Regions from separate parts of the Oryctolagus cuniculus genome. Here region 2 is linked to region 1. Evidence: chromatin contacts called from public Micro-C data. All regions are on one chromosome and are shown on one strand. The core of a region is the stretch at or near the end of the contact, and the rest is flanking DNA. Distances in the headings are between cores, read along the strand shown.

What was found. A called contact is a pair of places that touch in the nucleus more often than the background predicts.
Region 2: a Micro-C map of ear pinna shows a contact between it and region 1, with 3 times the contacts expected there. The contact joins the enhancer-like site here to the promoter of CYP26B1 in region 1. A contact is called at or near these places in 2 of 6 Hi-C or Micro-C datasets (ear pinna and psoas muscle).

The regions. Positions count from the first base shown.
Region 1 is chr2:130,742,565-130,750,518 of mOryCun1.1, reverse strand. It overlaps CYP26B1 (cytochrome P450 family 26 subfamily B member 1), which reads right to left and starts at 5,092. Exons shown (of 6, transcript XM_051842766.2): 1 at 4,414-5,092; 2 at 721-945. The coding sequence starts at 4,617.
Region 2 is chr2:131,053,827-131,061,780 of mOryCun1.1, reverse strand. It overlaps LOC127488392 (a long non-coding RNA gene), which reads left to right. Exons shown (of 4, transcript XR_007916088.2): 3 at 7,525-7,731. Among named protein-coding and RNA genes, the nearest start is that of DYSF, 300 kb to the left of the region's middle. Within about 2 kb of position 3,915, at least 1 of the 8 cell types and tissues checked has an H3K27ac peak or open chromatin away from gene starts, as enhancers often do. A contact at or near this core is called in ear pinna, where this site is marked.

The DNA.
Region 1 (7,954 bases), core at 3,843-6,342:
TGCAGTTCAAACAGCACGTGCCGCCAGCGCTCCGCGCCTCCGCGCCGCGCCCCGGGAGGGGGCGGGGAGGCCGGCTGCGTGCGCGCCGGCTCGCCGCCTGCGCGCCGCTTCCAGTCGCTCGGGAAATCCGCGGGATAAACACCCACTTTCTCTTCCTCTTCAAGGGGCGGTGGGTGAGCTTTGATCCCCCAGCCGGCGCCTCGGCTTCTCCCACCCCTCGCCCTTACCCACACTGTCTAGGTCGGCGAGAGGAGGGGCGCAAGGCTCGCCACACCTCTCGCAGACGAGGTCGTGCCGCGGTTGCCCACGGGGGTGTGTGGCAGGAGAGATGCAGGTTTGGTTTTTTAAAGCATCGGTCTGTATTCTCGGGGTTCCTTGGGGAAACGTGGCAAAAAGAGGAGTGCTGGCCAACGGCCCCGCCCCCGTATTTTTTTCAGTGCTAGCATTGGGGAGCCTAGTCCCCGCACGTTCCAGCTCTGCCCCAAAGGCCCCCAGACTGCCCTTCTCGCGTTGGGTCTAGAGGCGCAATTGGCCAGCAGGAGGTGCGAGGGGAGAAGCTCTGCAGGCCTCGAATCCGAACTCGAAGCCGTCTAGACACGGAACAGCGGGGTCCTCTAGCGTGGCGCGCAAAAGTGGGAGGCCGATTCGGGGTAGGGCGTCCCCCTGGCGTCGCGCATTTCTTACCCCGAAGCGCACCGAAGGAGGGGTCAGGGCTCGTACCTTGCGCTTGTTGCGGTGGATGTCGCCGATGGAGTTGGCCACCGTGTTGGGGCCCAGCAGCATGCGCGTGCTGCGCGGCCACTCGGTGCTCACGAGGTGATGCTCGCCCATGAGGATCTTGCGCACGTTCTCCGCGCCGGTCACGCGGATCAGCGGGCGCCCCAGCAAGTGCGTCTTGAACACATTGCCATACTTCTCTCTCCGTGAAGACTGGAAGCCGGAACCCTGCGGGAGCCACACAGCAGACCTCTCTCAGGGCGCCTGGAGAGCCGGCGGGGGAGGGGCGGCGGACCCCACCCCGCGGCACCGGTCACCTGCCCTCCCCCACCACACGCGCGCGCGTACACACACACACACACACACGCAGGTTTTATTTTTCATAGCGTGCACAAGAACTGGGAAGTAGGGCCCAGAGGCTAATAAATAACGCAAGGAGGCAGGAGGCCCAGGAGCACCCCCGGGAGGCCGGTTTTTAGTAATGACTTTCGGGAGGGAAAAGGTATCTCTGACGGCTGGACCTGCAGCTAGAGCCGCAGACCCCCACCCCCAACCCCGCGCTCGGGAGCCTCGGAATAAATATTTCCAGGCTCCGGGCCACGGGCTGGCAGACCCCGCGGGGTGGCCGCAGGCCAAGGATTATTTATAGCGGTGAGCGGTCCGTGCCCGGAGGCAGTCACTACAGATGGGGGTTGGCGTTCCCTCCGGTCTCCGGTGTGGCCGGCGCGGAGAAGGCGGCCCTCCGAGCACGCTGCAGGGCGGGGTCACGGGCCGAGAGCTGCGACTTTTCTAAAGCGTTTTGCCCTGGAAATAACTAAGACAGGACTCTCGCCGCCGCCGCCCAGGAGTTTGGAACCGGAGCGCGGCGGAAGGCGCTTCCCGCGGGGCGGGCGGGACCGGGCGGGGCGCCCCGCGCAGGTAACCGGATCCCCGGTGGCTGCGGCGCGAGCCGGCGACGGCGGGGCCCCGGCGCGGGCTAGCGCTCCGAAGAGCCTGCGGAGCCGGCCCCGCGCGGGTGCCGGAAACCGAGGGGACCACGGAGGGGCGGGGGCCGGGGCGTCTAGCTCACCTTTGACGTCGGCACTAGCCACCCCACCCCGTGTTAACCCTTCTCCTGCCGGGGCAGCCCCGGCCGAGCTCGGGAAGGCACCACCTGTGCCCGTGCACACAGACGGCCTCAGGCTGTCACCTACCGGGTCAGGCAGCCGAGAGCACACAACTCTGCCTCCCCCCACCCCTCTTCTCTTGCTCGGTCCCCCTCCTCTCCTTCCTTTCTTCCACGGAAAGCTGTTCTCCTGCTAGCTGTGTGCACACCCCGGCGCGGCCGAAAAGTGACTCTGCAGAACCCGGTCCCTAATCACTTTTCCACATGCTCCTCCGGCCCCGGGCGCGCGACAGGGAGCGAGCCGGGAGCTCCCGCGCTACCAAGAAGGGGCCGGGCTGCGGGGACGTCGGCTCTCCCGCGGGCTGGAGGTGTCTATGCCTTTAAGAAAAGTAGAGGCGGAGGTGGGGTGCAACCCAGGCGGGGAGCGGGGTTCCCTCCCTCCGCGCGCCGTGCCCGGCTCCCTCGCTCCGTCTGCCTCCGTCTCTCCTCTCCTTCTTTCCCTCTGTTTTTCTTTTCTTTCGACACAAAAGTTGGGTTGTGAATTTTCCGAGGTCGCCGCCGCCTCGCCCCCACCCCCCCCCCCGCCTCTGATCTGCCTAACTATAATTAAAGTGCGTTTTTTGTGGCATTAATAAAGAGTTATTTGTCCGCCGTTTCCACAGTCTTCACAAAGAGGACTTTCATAGGGGCGGCCGCTCGGGCCACGAGTCCAATTTATACAAAAATGTTGTATTTTTAGCCCTGGGCTCTGTTTAGATGGCGCTCGGTGGAAACGGAGAGCCCTCGGCGGTCTCCCCGTAAAATCTGATAAATGACTCCGAAAAAATAACGCCGGGCTTTAGAGGGCTCGCGTTAACCCCTTCCGCGCCCCTGGGCACGCACCCCTGTTATCCCCCCCCACACACACACACCCCCGGCGGAATCTGAGGCCCGGGGCGCACGGATGCGAGGCGCAGGTTTCCACCTCCCAGACTTCGGCAGGAGCTGGATGCGGCCCCTCGGGGCCCCTTGCGGGATTCTGAGAAAACTTCAGGGGGACACGAAGGGCAGAGGAAGGTCAGGGAACGGGGTGGGGGGGGCGGGTGGTGACAGACCGCGGATTCCGCAGATTGGCTCTAACGAGGGGGGAGCCGCGGCCCATGTGAGTTATTTTATTTTCTAAGTTCTCGGCCAAAAACCTAGACCACCGCCGCAGTTTAACCCTTGAAGTGTGGAGGAAGGGAGAGGCTTTGGGGACTTTCTTCGACGGGGGTGGGTGGGGAGGGTGGTCGCCTGATTTGATGAAATGAATCCACCCCATTCCATGAACCACCCCAGAAAGACGTGGGTGGACTCTGGGACCTGCGAAGACCACCGAGCAGAGGAACCGCGCGCCCCCCTGCGCGCCCCCCTCTGCTGTCATTCGGCCCGGGCGGTCAGGGGCCGTGCGCGCGCGCGCGCGAATTGCACGCGTCTGTTAATCTCAAGCCAAGCTTTCGCACCACCGAACCCTCAAGTCCCCGCGCTCACCTTTCGCTTCACCTCTCCGTGCAGGAGTCGCCTGTTTCAGGTCATCCAAGTTCCTGCTCACCCCCATCAGCACGCACCACCAAACACACAAACTCAGGCGTGCCCGGGCGCGCGCGCGCACACACACACACACCTCACTGTTACCACAGGGGCGCCCCCACCTCCCCTCACACCCGCCCCCCAAAAGCCTGGTGTGTATCAAATTGCAAAACCGATTGTCTAGCATTTGACGAGGTTAACTCCAGGTTAATCTCTCCATTACCTACCTGGGTCTGGTCCCCAACGCGCCCCACCCCCATTATCACCCAGCGGAGCAGGGTTGCGCTGCGTCTAACAGCAAACACGCGCGCTCTCTCTTTCTATGGATTTCACACACGCCTCTCCCAAGTTTCTCTCTCCTGTAAACTCTCCCCACCCAGTAGGTAAATAGACCCTTTTCCCCGAAAGCCGAGAGCCCTCGGGTCTCTGGCTTCTCATTTTCCTTGGGTTGCCTTCTTCCTCTCCCACCACACACACACACACACACACACACACACACACATACACACACACGTTTGCGCGCGCCGCGAGCCAGGGCAGCTGTACCTGGCGCAGCCGACTTCATGGCGCGAACACACCCCGGGCCTTAAAGGGACAATTCACTCCACCGCGGCTGCCCCTTCCTCTCGCCGCCCGCTCTGAGGCTCCGCGACCCCGTCGAAGCCCAGGAAGCCTCTGGCTACTGAGCCTGGAGTGCGCGAAGGGGAGGCGAAAGCCGCTCGGAACCGGGCGCCCCCTCGGACTCGCGCCGTGCGGTGAGCCCCCCGGGGCTCTCCACACGCCACCACCGGGTCAGCCGTGGGAGCCCTCTCCGGTCCGGAAACTCCTCCGAGCAGCCCACTGAGCCAGCGCACGCGGCGCGGGAGTCTCGGGACCTCGCCTCCAGCGGGCAGGAGAAGCCCGGGCGGCGCGGGCTGCGGGCAGGGAAGGGGCGGGGCAGGGACCCGTGCCTCGAGGCTCCCGGAGCTCCCGGCCCGCGCCTCGGACAGCCCGCGCTCGCAGCGTGCGGACCCCGGGGAGCAGCAGGTCGAGCGCGCCCTTACCTGTAGCAGCCAGTGGCCGGTCTCTCCGATGAGCGGGAAGCCCATGGAGCCCTTGGGGATGGGCAGCTTGCAGCTCTTGTCGCGGGTGGCAGCCCAGCGCAGCTGCCATAGCTGCTGCGACACGGCCAGCAGCAGCGTCACGGACACCAGGCACGCGGCGAGGGTGGCCAGCGCCGACACCAGCTCCAAGCCCTCAAAGAGCATGTTGGCGGCCGCTCGGGGGATTGGCTGTGCCGGCCGCGGCGGGGGAGGGGAGGGCCGGACCCGAGCGGCGGGGGAGGGGAGGCTGTGGCCGAGGGTCCTGGCACCTCCAGCCGCAACAGAGAAGGAAGGGTTGGAGGGAAGGGGAGTGGAGGCTGCGAGGGGAGCGGAGAGAGGGGGTGGGGTGCGAATTGCCTAGAAGAAGAAAGAGAGGAGACACGAGGCGACTCGAGGTGTAACTTTGTTTGTTTGTTTGTTTGTTTGTTCCTTTATGGCGGGCTTAGGGACTGCTCTAGGGGTGGTGGGATGAAGCCTGAAATCAAGCTAGTGGACTTGCTCTCCCCCTAACCATCACACTCGGAAAACTTTGCAAAACTTTGGCCAGCAAGAGCCTCTCTCTCCCTCTCTCCCTCTCTCTCTTTCGTGAGCCCCTTCCCCTACTCGGGGGGAAAAAGAAAAAAGAAAAAAAAAGGGGGGGGGACAGAGAGCTAGGGGAGAGAAAGTGCAATCGATTTGTCTAAAGTAGTCCTCCCAAGTTCCTAGGTTGGGGGCAAAAATTCTGAATGCAAAAATTCCAACGAACCCAGAAACTTTGGGGGCGAGGGAGAAGGCTCCCCAGCTGAGGCGAGTGGAGAGGCCCGAGGCCAGCGTCCCTGGGCTGCCCGGGGAGGCGCGCCCGAGCCCCGAAGCCGCCGCGGAACCCCGAGGCGGGCAAGGCGGGCAGCGCGGCGAGGCGGGCGCGGCGAGGCGCGGCGCGGCCCGAGCGCGGGTGCGGAGCCGGCGGGCCGCGGCCGGGACGGGACGCAGCCGGCGACAGAGCCCCGGGCGGGCGCTGGGGAGGCAGCGGCGGCAGCGGCGGCGGCGGTGGCGGCGGCGGGCGGGAGGGGTGAGGCGGGGTGGGGTTGGGGGGAGGAGGTGGAAAACCCGAGCTGGGCTATTGTATCAATTAAAAGGCAGTCCGTCCCGGGACGCGGTCTCTCGGCTCTGGAGTTGCTGCTAGGAGAAGAAAGGGGGGGAAAGAAAGGCAGGCGAGAGGAATGAGAGAGGGGGAAGCAGGAGGCAGGATTTCAGGGCTGGTGGTTTTAAAAGCGTCTCTCAATGTGAATTCAAGTCAATGCGAGGCGATGCGTGTGTTTATATAGAGGCGGGAGGCTGCGCCGTGGGCGCGCACAAAGCGGGAGGCGTGGTGAGAGGCCGGGCCCGCGGCCGGAGCGTGTGAGCGCGGCCGCCCCCCGCCCCGCCCCGCCCGCCGCCGCCGCCGCCGCCCGCCGCCGCCGCCGCCCGGGACCCACTTGTGGCCGCCGCAGGATCAAACTCAGTTCACCTCTCGCCTCCTCTTCTTCTCGCCGGCGTCTCGCGGAGCCCGGCACCTACAGACGGACGAGATGAGACACGCGCGCACACGCGGTGCGCACTCGCGGGGTGCCCGCTTAGCTGCCCGGCTACTCCCCTCTCTCTTTTGCTCGCTCTTGGGTCCCCGACCTCCTGCGCTCGCTCCGGGCAATCTCCCGTGGGCCATAGCCGCGGCAGAGCTGGACCTGGCCAGACCACCCTCTTGACTGAGGGAGGGTGGGGGTGCGCCCAGCACCCGTGAACCTGCGCCTGGGGCCTCGAGCTCCTATCGCACGGGACCCGCCGGCTCCCACCTCCTGGGACTGCTCCTTTGCCACTCTCCATCCCACCTCTCCTAGTCCCTCATCTTCTATCTACATTCCCAAACCTCAAATACCAAGTGCCATCTCCCTCATTTGGGGCGCTTACCCTCCAGGACCCCGAGGTTCCCCGTCCCCGTCCGCGTCCCGGGGTTGCCAGCGCCGCAGCCCCTCCCTGACACATCGAGACAGGCCCCCTCCCCACGCTGCAATCCCCGCCAGCGGCAGCCCGCAGCGTCGGAGGAGCCCCGATGCTGGTCCGGGCTAGCGTCCGGCGGCGCTGGGAACAAATGCGTCGGCCCGGGCACCCGGAGGCGGGAGAAGTCGGGCACAAACGTTCATTGATACAAATGAGTAAATAAACCAGCCGGTGAGCGCGGCCACCTTCCCGGAGCCGGCCGCAGAGGACACAGAGCGCGTGCCAGTGCGAGGTGTGCGTGTGGCCCGGGGCCGCACCTGCGTATGCGCGCGCGTGTGTCCTGCAGCGGCCCGACGTCTGGGGAGCGAGGTGGGGCGTCTGCAGGTTTGTGAGCCGTGTGTGTCTGTGCGCCGGTGCATCTGTCTGTCAGCTGGGCTCTCCTCCTGCGAGCCTGTGATGCCGCAGAGACAGGCGCCCCAACGCCGACAACTGCCGAGCCAGAGTCTGGCTCCTGGTCTCCGCGCGTTGCATCCCGTTTTCTCCATCCCCCTCCCGGTCTCTGTCGTTCACTCTCACACTCCAGAAACAGGACTTGCTAACCCGGCTTTGATTCAGGGTGGTGTGTGTGTGTGTGTGTGTGTACGCAAAGGAAGCCAGACTCCCCTTGAAGCGCCTCGCCTGCATCCAAGACGAGTTCTGCGTTAAAAGTAGCTGGAAGACAAGGTGCGTGAGTGGCCAGCATGCGCGCCTAAGTGTTGTCCCTCCCTGTGTGAGCGCTTCCGAGGTTGCTGCGGCCAGCGGACCTCTCCACGCTGGGCTCCCTCCGAGCGCTGGGTCCTTTCGCCTCTCACTCTCTGCCCTGGAACCCCACCTGGTGGACAGACAGAGCACTACAGATTCAGGGGACGCGATTCCCACTCCCCCTTCCCCAGGCACCTTTGCTCCTGATAGATGGCTCCAAGGGCCTGCCTGTGGGTTCCTGTCTCAGGGCCCTCACTCTTCTACCCCAAGCCGGTCGCTTACGAAGTCCGCATCAGAATTCCAGAAACAGAGAGCGAGGGGCACCCTCCCCCAGGGAGTTTCACCACAAATCAAATCTGGACTGGGCATCTCTCCCCCCCAGAGTGGTGGGACCAGCACCACCCCACTCCCCAGCTGAGAGTGAAGCTGGGGTAAAACGGGGGACAGGGGGAGTTACTGAAGAGCCCTGAGAATCCAACCTGACACCCACGAAGCAGGAGTGGTAACAGGGGCTTGACCCCCCGGGGCGGGAGCCACCTGTGAGAGCTGGCCCTGAAAGAATGGATGCATATACCTCACAGACATGCAGCAGAGGCACCTCCTCTGCACAGTCACCCAGGCACACACACCCAACACAACCCCTGCCTCCCACCCAAGCATCCACAGCAGCCATCCCCCCCCCCCCCAGCCTGCAGGCGTCACTGCTCCAGGAGCACCCCTGAACTCCGCCTTCTCCCCACTCCCGGTCCCTAGTCCTCTCCCTTATTCGCCCTTGGGGCTTTTGTGCACTGTGTTCCCCAGTGTCTTG
Region 2 (7,954 bases), core at 2,666-5,165, 310 kb before region 1:
CACTGCCACGGGACTCCTGTGTCTTCTAGGGATGGGGGCCCAGCTACTGCTCACCCAGTGGAATCTGGTTGGTTTTCAGATGTGGCTCCTTCAGGGTGGGTGATAGAACCCACACCTTGGTACATGGCCTGGGGTGAGGGCAGAGCGCGCCAGGGCCAGGGAAGTGCTTGGGGAAGGCTCCTCAGGCAGAGGGTATCACTGTGTCTAGTTCACAGGGTCTTTCCTCCACCCGGGTGTTGACAGAAGCTGTGCCAGCCGCCTCTGTCCTCCGGTTTTCTGGGGCCTTCTGGTGAGCTGCTCAGTGAAGACCCGGAGCCAACAGACCCAGTGCTCACCTGGGAGGTAGTGAGCTTGCTGTCCTGCAGGTACATGCCCTTGCTTCTCATCCGATCCTGACCACCTTCCTGTAAGGGGCCAGGGCAGGAGTGAGCTTGACAATTTGGGAGGAAGAAACTGAGGCTGGAGTGAGTGAGTGTACACTGGAGCCAGAGGTGAGGCCAGCTTAGTTCTCTGTGAGCTCAGTGAGCCTCCCCTCTGGACCCAACCAGGCTCTGAGAGACTACAGCCCCAGGCCCCAGCCGAGCAGCTGGCATGTCCTCTCCTCCTCTCCAGCCCCCGAGCTTCCTGGCCAATAGCCCAAATCATTCCATTCGACAGCTCCATTGCAGACAGGCTCGGTTCAGACGCTTGTGCTCTGTGCCAGGTCCGTGATCTGGGACAGGTATGTGACAAGCGAAAGCCCAGGAGGAATCACCTGAGTGCGGGGCCCATAGAAGGTGGCTCACTGTGGGCACACACAGGCAGGGCCCAGTGCAGAGCAGGCCCCAGGCAGGCCAGAGGACCCGCAGTGGAAGAAGTGAAGCCAGCATGCTGAGGGGACATGGCTGCAGCTGGCCTCAGGGGTCCTGGGCACCAGGGAGACTTGTTCGCTCCGGGAAGGAGGTGGAGGCTAAGCAGGGGACACCTGTGTCCAAGAGCAACTGGTTCTTGACAGTGCTGAGCAGAGAGATGCGGGAAGCAGCATGGAGTGCCACACGCTCAGGGAGGGAGAGAATGCTGTAGTTGTAGCCTTAGGGTCCGGCTGTGGGTTGGAGCTACTGCATGTGGACCAGACCCTGCTAGGAGAGCAGGGCTACTGCCTGCTGCCTTTCACCTGGGCTGCTGCGGGCGTGCTGTGTCCTCAGCCGTAGCTCACCTTGGAGCCCCAGTCAGCAGGCTCACTGGAGTCTCACGTGTACTCAGAGAGTTTCCTGGCCAAAGCGGTGTGTGACATGGGGCAGGGGACAAGATTGTGCCGGTGGAAGCCTCTGTCCACTGGGGAACACGCTGTCCCTGCCCTCAAAGAGGCCTCTGTTGGTCTGAGACATCCTGATGCCCTAAAACTGCCGGCTTCCTTTGCCTGGGACTAATGGTTTTATTCCTTTAATTCTCTAGTTATTTTAGGCAAATGTGAGCTGTCTCTTTAATCATCTGCTATGAGCTGCCAACAGCTGCATTTGGCTCTGCTGAGACTGTGAATGAAACTTGTGTCTGTCTCCCCCATCCCAGGCGGGTTCTGTCCTCTCTGTCTCCTTGATGGCCGGTGACAGGGTGTTAAGTGTGTGGTTGCCTGCTGGGAACGCGGTGCTGGTTTGCCTGGGCCATGTCAGCAGGATCTCGGAGCTAGGTGGACCTGTGACAACCTCTTGCATGACAAAGGACTTCCGCTTCCATCTCATACCTGTTGAGACGAGAAGCTCACTACCTTCTCATCTGCTCAAGGGCTACAAGCCAGGCCATGGGTCAGGGCAGGCTGCCCTCCAGAGGCAGCTTCCCAGGGTCCCCCGAGCCCTCTGGTGGTCACTCCGGAGCTTGCTGCTCACCCCAGGGTACTCTTGCTGCCCTCAAGTGGACTGAGGAAGTGTCTCTCCCTCCCCTGTGGCAGCCCTGAGGCTACCCCAGAGTTTCCTTGTGCTGCCCACCAACCATAAGGGGAAGGGTTGCAATGCAGGTGTGCCACTGTCTCCCTGTAGGACGCTCTTTGGGCAGGTCATCCTGCCCGTCCTCACCCTTGCTGCCCCGCCCTGGCACACACACAGCCGGGGTGTCCCTGAGGTGTTCCTGCCTACTCACTGAGGCCCAGGGAAGAAGGGACCAGGGACTAAGGACAGGCAAGGGGGGAGGCGGGAAGCAGGGTGATGCCATCCCTGTGTGATGTCAGCCTGGGGTCTCTCCCAACATGTAGCCGGAGGGCCCAGCTAGGTGCAAGCTAGAGCTAAAGTGTCCCAGTCATGGGGCTCCCAGGGGTGGAGGCCTTCCTTTTTCAGCCCGGGAGGCCAGCAGAAAGTGCCGCACCCCAGGTGTCTTAGCTCAGAGCGTGGCTGCTCCAGCTGCCCTGGGGAGGAGTGTGAGGAAGGATTCTCTCTTCCCTGTCACTGCCACACCGCTGTACCCACCGTCACCGTCTCTGCAGCTGAGCCTTTCAGAGCCACGTCTTGGTAGGAGGGGCAGCAGGGGATCTCGGCTGTGACCTTAAAGAATCACCAAAGAGTCTGAGATGACAGAGGGAAGTGAGAGGCTAGTGGGACTCGGGCCAGCCCTTGGGTTGTGGAGGCTGGAGCACTGTGGCCCTCCCAGGGTCTTCAGGCAGAGTGCAGACGAGGCTCCACGCTCCCAAGCCCTCCAGTCCTTCGTCCTGTGCCTCCAGAGATGAACTGCCTGTGGGCTTGGCACCGGATAGGGAGCACCCCCGTTCAGTGAGGGCTTCTCACCCTTACCTCGCCCCCAGCAGGCAGCCTGCACCGTCTAGTTCCCTCACGCGGCCTCCCCCAGTCTGAGCTGAAGTCCAGGCCTCCGGGTCCTTCCTGCAACCCCTGGGGGTTTCCCCTTCAGCCCTCCGGCACATACCTCTTCCAACAAAAACCTCCATAGCTCCCTGCGAACTTGCCATAATTTATAGGCACGAGGCAGTCCAAGTCCATATGGAGAAAAGTAGCATTCCTCTCGAAGCAGCAGCCCAGCCAGGAGACGGGGGCTGCTGCTGAGCGGTGTCCCTGTTCCCACGTAGAGCCGGGGCAAGGCGGCGGCAAAGGCAGGAGCTGGTGATGCCAGCCACACAGCTTTGCGGGCTCAGGGAGACCACTTGTGTCCCAGGATGTTGCCCTGGGATGCAGAATGCCTCCAAGATTTTTTTTATTTATGTTGATTGATTTGCCTAAATGGTGGTCTTCCCAGAACAAAGGGACCACCCTCTTTCTCAAAGGTAAATTTGAGCCGCCTCCTTTAGATAAGCCCAGAAAGGTGAGCCACTTTCAGACTGTTCCCCCAGGTCCTTACACCCAGGGCGCCACTCGCCTTTCCCAGCAAACCCCGCCAGGATCAGGTGTTCCCAGCCCTGTTTTGTGGAGGGAGCAGCTGAGGTTTGGGGAGGTTGAGTTGCTTCTACTCTGATGAGGTGCGAAGAGGAGGAGGGAGGAGGCAGGAGGCAGAGCCCATGCTGTGGGCGCAGCCACCTCACCCCTCCCATCCCAGTCCTAGGATGTCCCACCAGGAGAGGAGAGCACCGGCACGCAAGGGGTTAAGTGCTGTCCTGTGGAAGCAAAGTCATCCCAACACCACCCCCCTCCCCCGTTTTCTCTTCCTTTTCCACTGAGCTGACCTTTAAATTATGGCATCAGCTGCCGTGCCAGACACGCTGCGATTTCCCCTCACTCCATCTGCCCAGCCTTCCCACTGGCGCAGCTTCTGGCTCGCCGCTCCCCCGCCCTCCTTCCCGCGCTCGGCTTCTCTCTCAGCCCCAGTCAGCTGCCTCCCTCCCAGTCCCATTCACAAAATCCCAGCAGTGCCCGCTGCCCCTGCTGCAGGTGGCCCTTGGGCATCCGTGGCATTCTCTCAGGGTGGGGTGTGTTTGCCTCTGCTCCGCGTGCTGGGACGCCCTGGCTGCGAAGCCGCCTCTGCCCAGGCCTCCTCTGCCTCCCTCCCCGCCTGCAAACTTTCACACCAGCCACCCCCACTGGTGCCCACGCAGGCCCTTCCTGCTCCTCCATCTGCCTCCTCCAGCCTCACCTCTCCCAGAAGCCTCCAGTAAGGATGCACCCTCTGCTTAATGCTCATTTGCATTTGGCCCAAGGCCTAAATGATATTTTATTTATTTTTTGTCATGATTGTAGACTATAGCAGACATTAAATCTTATCGGTTTAATTTTCTTCCAGATAATAGTGCAGGCTTTGATTTAAAAAAAAAAAAAAACCTACGGAAAAAGTGTCAAAGAAAAGTGGAACATTAATCAAGGGACTTTGATGAAAGGAATGAGAGTGTTTTCCTAAGAGCCTAACATGTGGTACAGCTGCTGTGGATATTTAAATGACATTTTTCATATGTTGCCGTAAAAGAAAAAAAACTCTTTGAGTCGATTCTGGAAATATATTCCAATTTGCTACAATGCTAGTGGTTTTAAAATTATTTAGAAATAAAATGTGTTTATGATTTCTGCTCTACTTTGTGTGTTTGTCTGCTTTGGGCCGCCATCCTCTGAGGAGGGCTGGCCCGTCTCCCCCAGAGGCTGGGGGCTCTTTAAGGACAGGAACCACCAGACTGGGGGCCTCCAAAGATGGGAGCCCTGTTTTCTTCCTCGGTGGCCTTTGCCCCCAACACCCCTGTGTCCCAGAGGCTTCAACTGTAGCGGGAGAGGTTCATCCAGGACAGAAGGGGATGGGGAACACCATCACGTGTTTCTTTTCTTTCTTTCTTTTTTTTTTTTTTTTTTTTGACAGGCAGAGTGGATAGTGAGAGAGAGAGAGACAGAGACAGAGAGAAAGGTCTTCCTTTGCTGTTGGTTCACCCTCCAATGGCCGGCGCGGCCGGCGCGCTGCGACCGGCACATCGCGTTAATCCGATGGCAGGAGCCAGGTGCTTCTCCTGGTCTCCCATGGGGTGCAGGGCCCAAAGACTTGGGCCATCTTCCACTGCACTCCCAGGCCATAGCAGAGAGCTGGCCTGGAAGAGGGGCAATCGGGACAGAATCCGGTGCCCCGACTGGGACTAGAACCTGGTGTGCTGGCGCCGCAAGGCGGAGGATTAGCCTAGTGAGCCGCGGCGCCAGCCCATCACATCACGTGTTTCTCAGCTCTGGGGAGGCCTTGTTGGATTTTTAATATTTATTTATTTATTTATTTGAAAGGCAGAGCATGAGAGAGAGAGGCAGAGAGAGAGAGAGAGAGAGAGAGAGAGAGAGAGAGAGAGAAAGAGAGAGAGAGAGATCTTCCATCTGCTGGTTCACTCCCCAAATGACTACAACAGCCCTGGGCTAGGCTGAAGCCAGGAGTCAGGAACTCCATCACGATATTCCACACGGGTGGCAGGGACCCAAGCTCTTGGACTGTCATTCTCTGCCTTCATGGTGCATTAACAGGAAGCTGGAATGGAAGTAGAGTGTCCTGGGGGAAACCTTTGAAAAAAATCTTGATCTCTGTCATAAATGAGAAAGAAACAAATTGGCTCAATTCCTGGCTTCCCTTAGAAGCCTGATCATCAGAGTGAGTGAAACCCCGGGGCAGCAAACCCTTGGCCTCCAGCCTCCCTTGTGTGAGGCTTGTCGCAGCAGGGCAGGCACCCCTCGGTCCCATTTGGGTTGGCGGAGACTGTGTTTTAGCCTCATTTTTGGAGCCAGCTGGGCTGGGAATTCCTTGGGACTGTGGCCTGCCCAGCCTCCTCCCTGGGATCCAGGCCTGGTGTCAGAGAAAGAGGCCTTAGAGAGGCTGGGGCTAAGGGGCTGAGGCCGTAGGATCACTTCCACCAGGTTCCGGGGTAGAAGGGGCCCTCAGACACCCCCCCCCACCCCCCCCCCACCCCCGGCCCAGGACCAAAAAGACAAATGTTCTGGGTGGGGGTGGGGGGTTGGGGCTTGCTGGCCTTTCCTGGACTGCATGGCCCCTGGGGAAATTACCTGAGGCCTGGGCCTGGGCCTGCCTGGGTGGTCGCTCCTGTCCCCATTGGCCAGCGGGGGGCACACTCTCCCAAGTTTTCCTGTCTTCCCTGGACCTGAGGGGGAGAGCTGCCGAGCCTCCTTCCTTGCCAGGGGCTTCCTGGGGTCCATGGGTGGGAGGAGCCCCCTCCTTGCAGCCTGCCTAGGGCATCTCCATACCCCCTGCTCCCTTCCTCGTGAGCTCCCCGACTCCTGCCCTTGTCCTCCTGCCCCACAAGCCCTCACTGGTCTTCCCGGGAGAAGGTCTTCCATGGGAGGTGTGTGATTTAGAAGAGGGGAGACACTTGCCAGACACAAACTTGAGCCTTCCCTGCTCTCAGATTGTCCCCCAGCTTCCCTCCTAAGCTCACGGCCCCTCCCTATGCCGTCCCCCGGTGCCCACCTCTGCATGCACATTGCCCCAAGTGCCCAGGCTCTAGGTCTTAGCCCCAGTGAAATACCTGCTATGGGGCCAGCTGAGCCCCTCTCTCTACCTAGGGCCCTCCCTGTCTCACTCTACAGAGCTTTCTTGCTGAAGCCTGGGAAGGAGCTGGCCGAGGTGGGGTCTCTCCTTGTTGTCTTACACCCTTGTTGGTCTGTGAGGCCCTGGGGCTGGACAGTGGGGTCCTTCCTTTGTTTGTCTGTAGCATTGCTTGGTGCAGGAGGGGCTGGGAGGGGGGCTCCTGCAGGGATTCGGGAGCAGCTTGTAGAGGCAGCCATGGCACTCAGAGAGCCTGAGGCCCCACTAACGGGTCTGCTGAACCGGATGGCGATGCCTCTCTTGCCTGCAAGGATTTAGGAAGGAGCTATGAGGGGCTTCCAGGAAAGTCTCCTCACACCAAAGACAGGGACACAGAGACATGGGGAGATGGGGGGTCTCTCCTTCCTCTGGCATAGCCCTGCTTGACCACACCCCAGGAGCTCCCGCACCATCTGGGAATGAAGCTGAGCCCCAGGAGGGAGAGCCAGGAGCATCTCTGAAATATGGAGCAGGAGCCCTGATGAGCATCCTGGGAATACGAGCGAGTCCATTTCTCTTACCATGTGACGGTTAGGGATGAGATGTCATGTTATCCACTGCTGTGAAACAGCCCACTGCATGGCGAGAGGTGGGTGGTGCCTAGAGAGACCCCTGCCGCTGATGCTGACCTGACGCTGCCTGAGACCAGAGGCCTTTCCCTCCACCCCTTCCTCCTTTCACCAAGGCCACCTCTGACGCTACATGGAGATGTGCCTACCTGCCTTGCCGGGCCATTTGGAGCCCGCTCTAGGATAACACACGTGACCTGGAGGCTCCTTGGGCTGTCCTTCCCTTCCCTACTGCCTTGCTTTACCAAGACTGTCTTGTGGATCTTCCTCTGCACACTGAGAGTAGCCAGTAGTCAAGAAAAGGGAGCCAAGGGCTCCAGGGTGGGGATTCCAGTGTCTGCCCTGGATCCCAAGCCAATCAGATGCCAGGCGCTTCCTCCCAGGACCAGCATTGCAGAGCCTCACTGGGTCCTGAGCGCTGTCTTTCATAACTTCACGTTGCTGGACTGCATCTCACACCAGACTTGAAACATAAGAGTTTCCTCTTCCACAGGTGCCGCCTGGGGCCCAGCACCCCCAGCCCCACAGTACCCCAGCCGCTGCCCTGGAGAATCTGATGACTGGGGGCCTGGCCATGCCTGGTGAGAGCCTTCCAAGGAGGGTGGAGTGAAGAACCCGTCCTCCCCACCTGTCCATCGCTCTCGGACCTCAGCATGCTGGAAGGAGACTCACACATGTCAACCAGAGATCCAGAAGTCAGGTAACCCTGATACAATATCGCTGCCCCCATGGAGGCCAGAGCCAGGCAGCACATCACGGAGCCGAGCTCCAAGTCCGTGGCAGGTGGAAACAGGCTTGCACCACAACCAGAAAGGTTTGCGATTTCCTGACAAAAAGTGGTTGGGTCGCTGCTGGAAGTGGGCAGCCATGGTATCTTCTCTGCTTCTGTTTTATGCTCGGTATCTCTAAAGGCAGGGAGCCCC